Regions from separate parts of the Delphinus delphis genome. Here all the other regions are linked to region 2. Evidence: chromatin contacts called from public Hi-C data. All regions are on one chromosome and are shown on one strand. The core of a region is the stretch at or near the end of the contact, and the rest is flanking DNA. Distances in the headings are between cores, read along the strand shown. Region 1 holds the start of PPP1R12C (protein phosphatase 1 regulatory subunit 12C). Region 2 holds the start of UBE2S (ubiquitin conjugating enzyme E2 S). Region 3 holds the start of DNAAF3 (dynein axonemal assembly factor 3).

Region 1 (2,700 bases), core at 104-2,603, 200 kb before region 2:
GGCCAAAAAAACAATACAGAGCCTTGAAGGCAGGGGCTCAGGAAAAAGCATCCTTAGACAGCAACAGATGGCACAGACCAAGGATGAAAGAAGTGGCGTGGAAGGCCCTGGGCCTAGCCAAAGAGGTGGCCCAGCCCAGAGACCAAGGGGGGAAGCAGCACAGGCCCAAGAAAGAGGAGGAGGATGCTCCAGGAAAGTGATACCTGCCTGGAAGGGGGAAACTGTGGGCAGCGGTAGAGCTGTAAGTGTCACCGACTCAGGAAAGAGGTCCAGCATTAGATGACAAAGTAGAGGTGGAACCAGTGGAGGTGGCACAGGCGAGACTAGTAAAGAGAGCTCAAGGTCGGGAAAGAGCAGCGCGAAGTGACGAGACTAGGAGGGACTGGACTGAGGCCGTCAACAATGGCTCGGGTCCAGGGAGAGGGCGGCGCAGGGTGGCAAAGACCAGGGTCAGTTCAAGTGTCTCAGGGTCGGAAGAAGGGAGCTCGAGGTGGGTGGGCGGAAAAGAGGGCCAGCACGGGATGGCAGGGACCGGAGCAGCAACAACGGCGCAGACCAGGACTAGCAACGGTGACTTCGGACAGGGGAGGGAGGGTGCTCGAGGTGGCGCAGACCCAGGGCGATTCAGGTCCCCGGGACGGCCCCGGGCGGGGGCGCTGACCTGGTGCAGGGCGCTGATGCCGTCGGCGTTGGTGGAGTCCAGCACTGCGCGGGCGGGCGGCGGGGCAGCAGGGTCGAGCTCGGCGCCCGGGCCGGGGTCGGCCGCGCGTAGCATCAGGCGCGCCTCGTCCAGATCGCCGCCCGCGCAGGCCGCCAGGAACTCGGCGGCGCGCTCGAAGCGCACGGTGCGGGCGCGCCGCTCCCCGGGGCCCGGTTCGGCGCCCGCCCGCGCCCCCCACTGCCGCAGCTGCTCCCGCCGCCGCTCGCGGGCCGCTGCCGCCGCCGCCCCGGAGCCCGCCCCCGGGCCATCCTCGCCCGACATCGCACCGCCAGCCCGTGAGCGAACGAGCGAGCGAGCGAGCGCCGAGCTCCGAGCCCTGAGCTGCCGCCGCCCGCCCACGAGCCGCCGGGATCTACCGCCCGCCCAGCACCGTCCCGCGCCGCCCCGCGCCGCCCAAGTATCCACTGGCCCCCGCCCGGCGCGTGACGTCACCCCGCCGTCCCGGGGCGCTCTGGGAAATGGAGTCCTCAGCCGGGAGAGGCGAATGGCAACCGCCTCACGGAAGGCTGCGGGGAGCTCTGGGAAATGGAGTCCATAAGCGGAACTTGCTCTTGGCAACGCTCCGGCCTCGATCGGCCCCGAGGCACACTGGGAAGTTCGCAGCTCCGAGGTGTCGAAAGGAAACATGATTGAGAGGATTCTCCTGCGAGTGCTGGGAAATGGAGTCTAAAGGTTACAGGTGTGCCCCCCAGGGCATGCTGCGAAATGTAGTTCACAGCATCAAAAGGACGAAGAACTGTCCCCTGGGGACCTAGTAGGAAATGGACTTGACAGCCCGGGAGTCCTAGAAGGACTAAAAGTCCTAAAAGTCTGCTCGCTTCATCTAGAAATAAGCCCCAGGAGGACAGGAATTTTTGTCTTCCGTGTGCACTACTTGCTCCCAGTGCCAAGACCTGAGCCTAATAAAACGCGATCGGAAATAGTATTTTGGATGAATGAATGAATGGATTACCTAGGTCGTGGGAAACGTCAGGACACTACGGGAAATTTAGTCCGCAACCCTTAGACCAAGACAATCCCTGGGTGACCTCCCGGGGCATGCTGGGAAGTAAAGATTGCGGTACAAAGGTCACGGCGATCGGCCGCTGGGCACGCTGGGAAACGTAGTCCTCGGGGCCACGCCCCTAAAGGCACAGTTGGTCCTAGGCAGAGTCCCAAAGCACCCCAAGTCCCTGATAGAACCCCTGGGTCACATCGGGAAAGGAACCGAAGAGACGGGGTCCACAATGACAGCTCCCCCAGAGCCTTCACTGGTCCTCCCCGCTACTGACTGTCTCCTTGGGACGTGGAGCACGCTGGGAAATGTAGTCCGGGCTCTACATCCTCGCAAGCCATGCTGGGATTTGTAGTCCAGGGCGAGGAGATCGAACAGATGTGGAGAGTGAATTGCCTCATACATAGCACCATAAAGCATGAAATAATCCTTATGTTAAGCACTCTGCACTTAAATCCTCATTGGGAAAGAGGCAGGCACTTTTAGACCGGAACAAAGACCCATAAAAAGCGCAAACGTTTCAGCATAACGGCGCTGAAATCCAAACAGAAGCAAGATTCTTTTTTCCCAAGGGATGTCAGAGCAGCCCTACCCACTCTGAAGTCCCTGGGCTTGTGCAAAAATAATAATAATTATAATTATAATAAACTACAAATCCCGTGAGGCCTGGAGACCGTCGGGATGGACACAAAGGGGATAGCAGTCCCGGAGCCAGAAATCATATTGTGACCCATCTGTGACCTCACAGACGACGCAGAACAGAAAGGCGGGTGGCATCCCGGTTCCCAATGGCAGGTTTTTTTTGTTTGTTTGTTTTTGTTGTTTTTTCCGATGGCAGTTTTTTTTTTTTTTTTTAGGTTTATCCACTTTTGGCTTTCTGTTTTTGTTTTGTTTTGTTTTCAAGAGCCACAGTGCCTTTATTTAAGCATTTTTAAAAATTGAAGTACAGTTAATTTACAATGTTGTGTTAGTTTCAGGTGTACAG
Region 2 (2,835 bases), core at 123-2,622:
TCTCTGCTTGGTCCCCAGAGAGCCTAACACTGGCGGCAGGAAGGAGTTTGAGATGATCCAGCCTCCCCTCCAGGCCTTTGCTGACACTTCTCCCCACCTGGCATCCTCTTCCCAATCCCACTTAATTCCTACCCATACTTCAGGATGGAGGAAACACCCAAACCCAGGTAAGGCCCCATTATATGCTCTCCTGGCCCCCAGAATTTTTCTCACAACACTTACGGGGAAAGTATATACAATTACTTGTCATTTCTAGTGTCCTGCCCTGCATACTGTGAGCACCATGTGTAACAGGTGTGCCTGTCATGTCTACCCTTGCGTCCTCAGGGTCTGGCAGTCCACCTTACAGTGGGAGCCTCCTATCCTTGCTCTAAGATTGACGGAGATCTAGGAAGTGCACCCCTCCCTCTCATTCCCACACTCACCAGGGCCCTCGATGGTGACCTGCAGGTCAGTGAGGTCCTCCTCATTGGGAAAGACCTTGATACCATCAGGTGGGTCAGCTGTCAGTGTCGTCACCTCCTTGTACACCAGGCGGATGATATGGGGGGGCAGGTTCTCCACGTTGGAGTTCTAGGTATGGAGACAAGGGGGTGAGCCACGGGCAGAGCCAGGGCCTGGTGCCTCCTGCAGGATCTAGGATGCAGTGGCACCCTAGTCTTACTCCTGCAGTCCCAGGCTGTCAATCACCCCGAGCTCCCAGAACCCCCAACCCAGGATGCTTCAGGCGACCGCCCCAAGCTGATCTCCCACTAGAAATAGGGCGGATTGCCGAGGGCTTGCGGATGACTCCACCTTCCCCAGAAGACCCCAAAGCCCGCTCGTAGCTCCGCAAGGTCCCCGAATGATTCCGGGCAGGCCCGAGGCCTATGCCGGTCCCCCTTCCCCACCTAATCTTGGTTAAGACCACCCTGGAAACCCCAACTCGAGCCTGGAGACGGTGGCGGAGCGTCGTTGTTCCCGAAACACCCACGGGCGGGCCAAAAAGCCCGGAGCTCGGCCGGGCCCTCCCCTCCCGCCCCGCCCCGCCTACAGGAAGGCCCCCGGGCCCATCTCAGGCCCGGGATACCCAGGTGGGCCCTCCAATCCCCCAAGCCGCCCGCGAGAGGCTCCTGAGACCCCGCCTCCTCCTCTGGGGGGGGAGGCCCAACCACCCCTCCCGGGCCTGGACGCCTAGCTCACCATGACTGCTGCCGGCCGGGGGCGGGTCCCCCCGGCCCCCTTCCTGCGCTCTCCGGCCGCCGGCCGGGGCGGGGGGCCCAACTGCTGCCGCTGCGGCCCTAGCGAGGCCCCGGCGGCCCCGCTCTGCTCCCCGCTGCCTCCGACGCCCGCCGCGAACCGCACCGCACCTCCACCCGCCCCCAGTGCCCGGCCGCACTAAGCCTGTCGCGCGCGCACCGCCGCCCTTTTATATCCGCCCACAGGCCGCGCCCCCTCGCGGGCCCCTCTCGCCGTGCCTCGACCCGTGACGTCAGCGCGCACGGCCCTCGGCGTTCGACGAGCTCGCTCCCTTCCAGCAAGCTGCAGGCCGAAGTTGGGGAGGGGGCGCTCGGCGGGCCGGCCAATGGGGGTACGCGGTGGTCGGGGAGGGATCCGGGAGGATGGAGTGGCGGAGAAAGGGAAGTAGAGCGGGAGAGGACGTGAAGGGCGACGCGACCGCTGATTGGTCCATTTGAATGAGACGCTGGCGCACGCGCGTGCCCCGACGCCCAGGAGATCACTCACGCGACTAACGGTCGGCCGTGGAGCCTGGGCAGGGCGAAGGGAGGTGGGACTCTGGCGGTTTAAAAGGACGATAGAAGGCGCGCCGGCCAATAGGGGCGCGCAGTCGTGGAGTGGCGTCACGAGACGCGCGCGGGCCAATCCTTGACGGAGAAGGCAGCACGGGGGTTGGGGGGGCGAGGGAAATGGAGAGCGACCAATGGGAGCCTTGCCTAGCGCGGACCCAGGCGCTTGCAGCCAATGAGGTTCGTTGATTTTTGTGTATGCAAATGAGTGTGCGCGGATGCCCGCGCCCCTTCCTCAGCCGGGAGTGGGGGTGGGCGCTGGGAATCGTTGTACGTTTTTCTCCGAGGCGCCATTTTGTGCTGAGAATGACCTGTGACCTGCGTGGTGTGTCAACCGGGCGCTGAAGGCTTAGACGCCTGGCCGTCCAGTGTGTGACCTCTGGCCCCAGCCAGGCTTCAGTCTCCTCCTGTGAGGACTGTGCCCGAGAAAGAAGGAAGAGCCCCCAGGCCTTGTTGAGGGCCTGGCCCTGCCTGTGACTGACAGCGGTCTCCTGCCAGCCAGGCCTCGCCGGGTCTCCCTTTCCCTGTCCTGTGAACCGGCGCAGAGCGCCCCGGGCGGCCCAGTGTCGGCGCCCTGAGAGCGGGAGGCCCGGGAGCTGACCCGCTTCCTCGGCTCCTGTGCGGTGCGGCCGCGGCGCCCCCGTCAGGCCCTCTCTGCCCTGGTCCCGAAAAGACTCCTCAGGGGGCCCCAGCCTCTGGAACAGGGGCCAGGAACGTGCAGAGACGCCCACCGCCGTAGCCATGACTAGTTTGTGGCGGATTGGCCGCACGCGGGCATCCCACGCGCCTCGCCTTGGGTGTTATCCCACCGGGTGCAGAGGAGTGCGGCCCAGTTAACACCGAAGAACCCTGAAGGAAGAGAGGGGTCAAGTGACTTGCCCAGGGCCCCCCCTGCCCCCACTTGGGACATGGCGTAGGTGGTGGTCAGACTGAGCTGTATCTCAGAAGTCCACTCAACAGACGTAACTGATGATGGTCACGAGAGTGGTGGTGATCGATCCGGTGCTCGCTGGGTTTCTTTGCATGCTTCATCTCATTGAATCCTTGC
Region 3 (2,898 bases), core at 371-2,870, 170 kb before region 2:
CACGCAGATTCCCTGGGGTGCACACCTCTAACTAAGGGAGACTCAGGACTCAGGCTTTGGGCAGGACTGAGCTCAGCTCAGCCAAACCCTCCCCACATCTGGGGGACTCACTACCTCTCAGGAAGCCCTTTGATCTCTTTTGGGCTTCTCCCTCGCTAAGAGGTTTTGAATGCTTACACTGTGTCATGCACAGTTCTGAGAGTTTTATGTGGCTTTTCTCCTGGAATTCCCTAAATGATTCTAGGAAGTATTATCTTTTATCCCCATTTCAAAGGTGGGAAAAGCTGAGGCTCTAAGGCTACCAAACAAGTGAGCAAGTGATGAAATACGGAACAATGTCCAAAATGTTTAACCGCACCCTTGAAATGCCAGAATTCCTGCAGGGAGGGGGAAGGAGCTGGGGGCCAGATTGCCGGGTATTTGCTGACCTTGCAACCCCATCTTCTCAGGATCCTCCAGGGCTAGGCTGAAAATCAGCATGTGTCGGGCTACAGCTTCCATATTATTCTCCAGCACATAAAACTGGAAGGATGGACAGGGAAAAATGATTGTGAGACCTGTGTTCCTGGCCCCTAGGAGACCCTGGAGCGAGAAACCTCAGCCCCCTCCTTCCACAGGACCCAGGAGACCTGTACACCAGCCCCACTCCTTTAAACACAGGAGTGTGGGCACTCAGAACCCTCCTCCCCATCACTACTCAGGAGACTTGATCCTTAGGCTCTTCCTCTCGCTTCAACCCAGGAGTCCCGAACACCAGCCCCTTCCCTCCTCAGGACCTAGGAGTCTGGGTCCCCAGCTCCCTCCTCCCTCAAGGACTCAGGAATCTGTGCTCTTATCTTCATCCTCCTCCTTCCAGGACCCCATAATCCCAGCTTACACGGAACCTCCTTCGAGGCCAGAGAGCCGCCCGGGTCAGGGTCCGTAGCAGGTGTCGCCCATCCACGGAGCCCAACAGCAGCACATTTAGCTCGGGGGTCCCGTGCTCTGTATCGGCCTGTGAGTCTGGGTCCACAGGAGGACCTGACAAGACGACAGCGGGCTGGGGTTGGTGGCCTGGAGAACGCCCCCTGCAGCCACCCCCCAGCACGATGAACTACAACTCCCAGCAGGACTTGCACCCCTGGCCTTGTTTTTTTGGTTTTTTTTGCGGTACGCGGGCTTCTCACTGTTGTGGCCTCTCCCGTTGCGGAGCACAGGCTCCGGACGCGCAGGCTCAGCGGCCATGGCTCACGGGACCAGCCGCTCCGCGGCATGTGGGATCCTCCCGGACCGGGGCACGAAGCCGTGTGCCCTGCATCGGCAGGCGGACTCTCAACCACTGCGCCACGAGGAAAGCCCTGGCCTTGGTTTTAAAAGGAGCTGTGCCTCTAAGCATTCTGGGACTCGTAGTTCGCAGAGGTATCTAGGCTGTCCACTGGAGGGCGCCCCCCGCCCTTGGACCCTCAGAGAACGTTAGCGCCAGAACGTTAGTGTCTGCCAGGCTGTGAAAGTAGCCGCTGTGTCGGATGATTTGTAGTCCTGTGTGGGCGACTCACTCTCAGCCTGCAGGTCAACCGCCGGGGACAGGCCCCACCAGGACACAGAGCCGAAGCCAGTGCCCGAGCCCGCTGGTGTGGTCATCTCCCTGCGGGACAAACAACCCGGGAATCCCCAAATATCGTGTCTGCATTGCACACCCATTCCCCTCTCACCTCCGCTGACTTCTCGCCCCTTTCACAGCCCCCTCACCTTTATCCTTCTAAATAACCCGAGACGTCCCCTCCCTCCCCTCTCGGTGCGGCGCTGGGATCCGAAGGCCCCTACACAACTGCTGCCCATAGTCCCCGCCCTTTTCAATCAGTCGGCCAATAGGAGTGTGCGGGCTGGCACCACCGCCATAAACTGACCAATGAGAGCGAGGGAGACCTGCCCGTTGCAAACTTTTAGCCAATGGGAGCGCTAAGGGTTTGTGGGAGCGGTGGGCGAGAGGACGCGGTTGTCATGACGACGGCGCTGAAGGGGAAGGGGCGGGGCCGGAAGAGGCTGGGGCGGAGCTGGGGGCGATCCAAATTTCTGGAAGCTGGAGGCCTGGGCCGATTCAAATTTAGAACGGAACAGAATCTTGATCAACCCAAATTAAACTGAGGTGGCTTAGACCATAAACTATAGACCTCTGTGGCCCCATTTCCCCTCACACCCTGGCTCTATCACACAGGGCTTCTCTCCAGGTGAGAAAAACACAGCGAAGTACTGAGGCCAGCTAGCACTGGCTCCGGTTGCTACATTTTCAGGAATTTTATGACCTGGTTTTACACACAATCATTACTAAAAATTAAACTTTTTACTAAAAATTAAATTCCAATAAAATACATTAAAATAAAAGTAATCATACTCAAAACTCATCACTTCCTACTTTATTATATTTTACAATTATTGATGGTCTTAAGGTTATTTACAGCTATTGTACCTGTAAGAAGGAAATGCTATTTTCATGCGATAGTTTAAAAAATGAAGTTGGCAAACTAGGACCATGGGCTGTCTATTTTTGTAAATAAAGTTTTATTAGAACAAGGGCCAGGATTAGGATAAGGCAGAGAGGTCCAAGTGAAGGGTCAGATCCTGTCTTTAAATTTTTAAAAAAAATTGCATTAAAATACTTTCTATCTTGATTACCGGGTGTGTTGGTTTTGGTGAGTTTGTTTTTGTTTTGGCTTTGCCTTAAATTTTGGGACCCTTGTTCTACTCTGGGAAATACTATAGGATGGTGTGGTAGTAGGCATCTCTTCTCAACTCTATATTCAGACTTCACATCGGTGGCTTGAAATCAGCCACAGTGACAGTATTTACACCATGGAAGGGGGCAAGCTACACAACAGGGCTTCAGAGAGATGGTAACAGCACACCTCAGGAACCACACCA

The links. Hi-C and Micro-C count contacts between places; a contact is called where the count stands out from the background.
Region 1: a contact with region 2 is called in a Hi-C map of lung, with 2.1 times the contacts expected there. The contact joins the promoter of PPP1R12C here to the promoter of UBE2S in region 2. A contact is called at or near these places in 2 of 3 Hi-C or Micro-C datasets (lung and muscle).
Region 3: a Hi-C map of lung shows a contact between it and region 2, with 2.6 times the contacts expected there. The contact joins the promoter of DNAAF3 here to the promoter of UBE2S in region 2. A contact is called at or near these places in 2 of 3 Hi-C or Micro-C datasets (lung and muscle).

Annotation. Positions count from the first base shown.
Region 1 is chr20:3,393,567-3,396,266 of mDelDel1.2, reverse strand. PPP1R12C (protein phosphatase 1 regulatory subunit 12C) reads right to left here and starts at 1,353. Exons shown (of 22, transcript XM_060000715.1): 1 at 662-1,353. The coding sequence starts at 1,348.
Region 2 is chr20:3,195,230-3,198,064 of mDelDel1.2, reverse strand. It overlaps UBE2S (ubiquitin conjugating enzyme E2 S), which reads right to left and starts at 1,372. Exons shown (of 4, transcript XM_060000131.1): 1 at 1,183-1,372; 2 at 426-573. The coding sequence starts at 1,185. It overlaps ZNF628 (zinc finger protein 628), which reads left to right. Exons shown (of 3, transcript XM_060000122.1): 1 at 1-167.
Region 3 is chr20:3,366,876-3,369,773 of mDelDel1.2, reverse strand. It overlaps DNAAF3 (dynein axonemal assembly factor 3), which reads right to left and starts at 1,620. Exons shown (of 11, transcript XM_060000999.1): 1 at 1,536-1,620; 2 at 878-1,020; 3 at 429-522. The coding sequence starts at 1,620.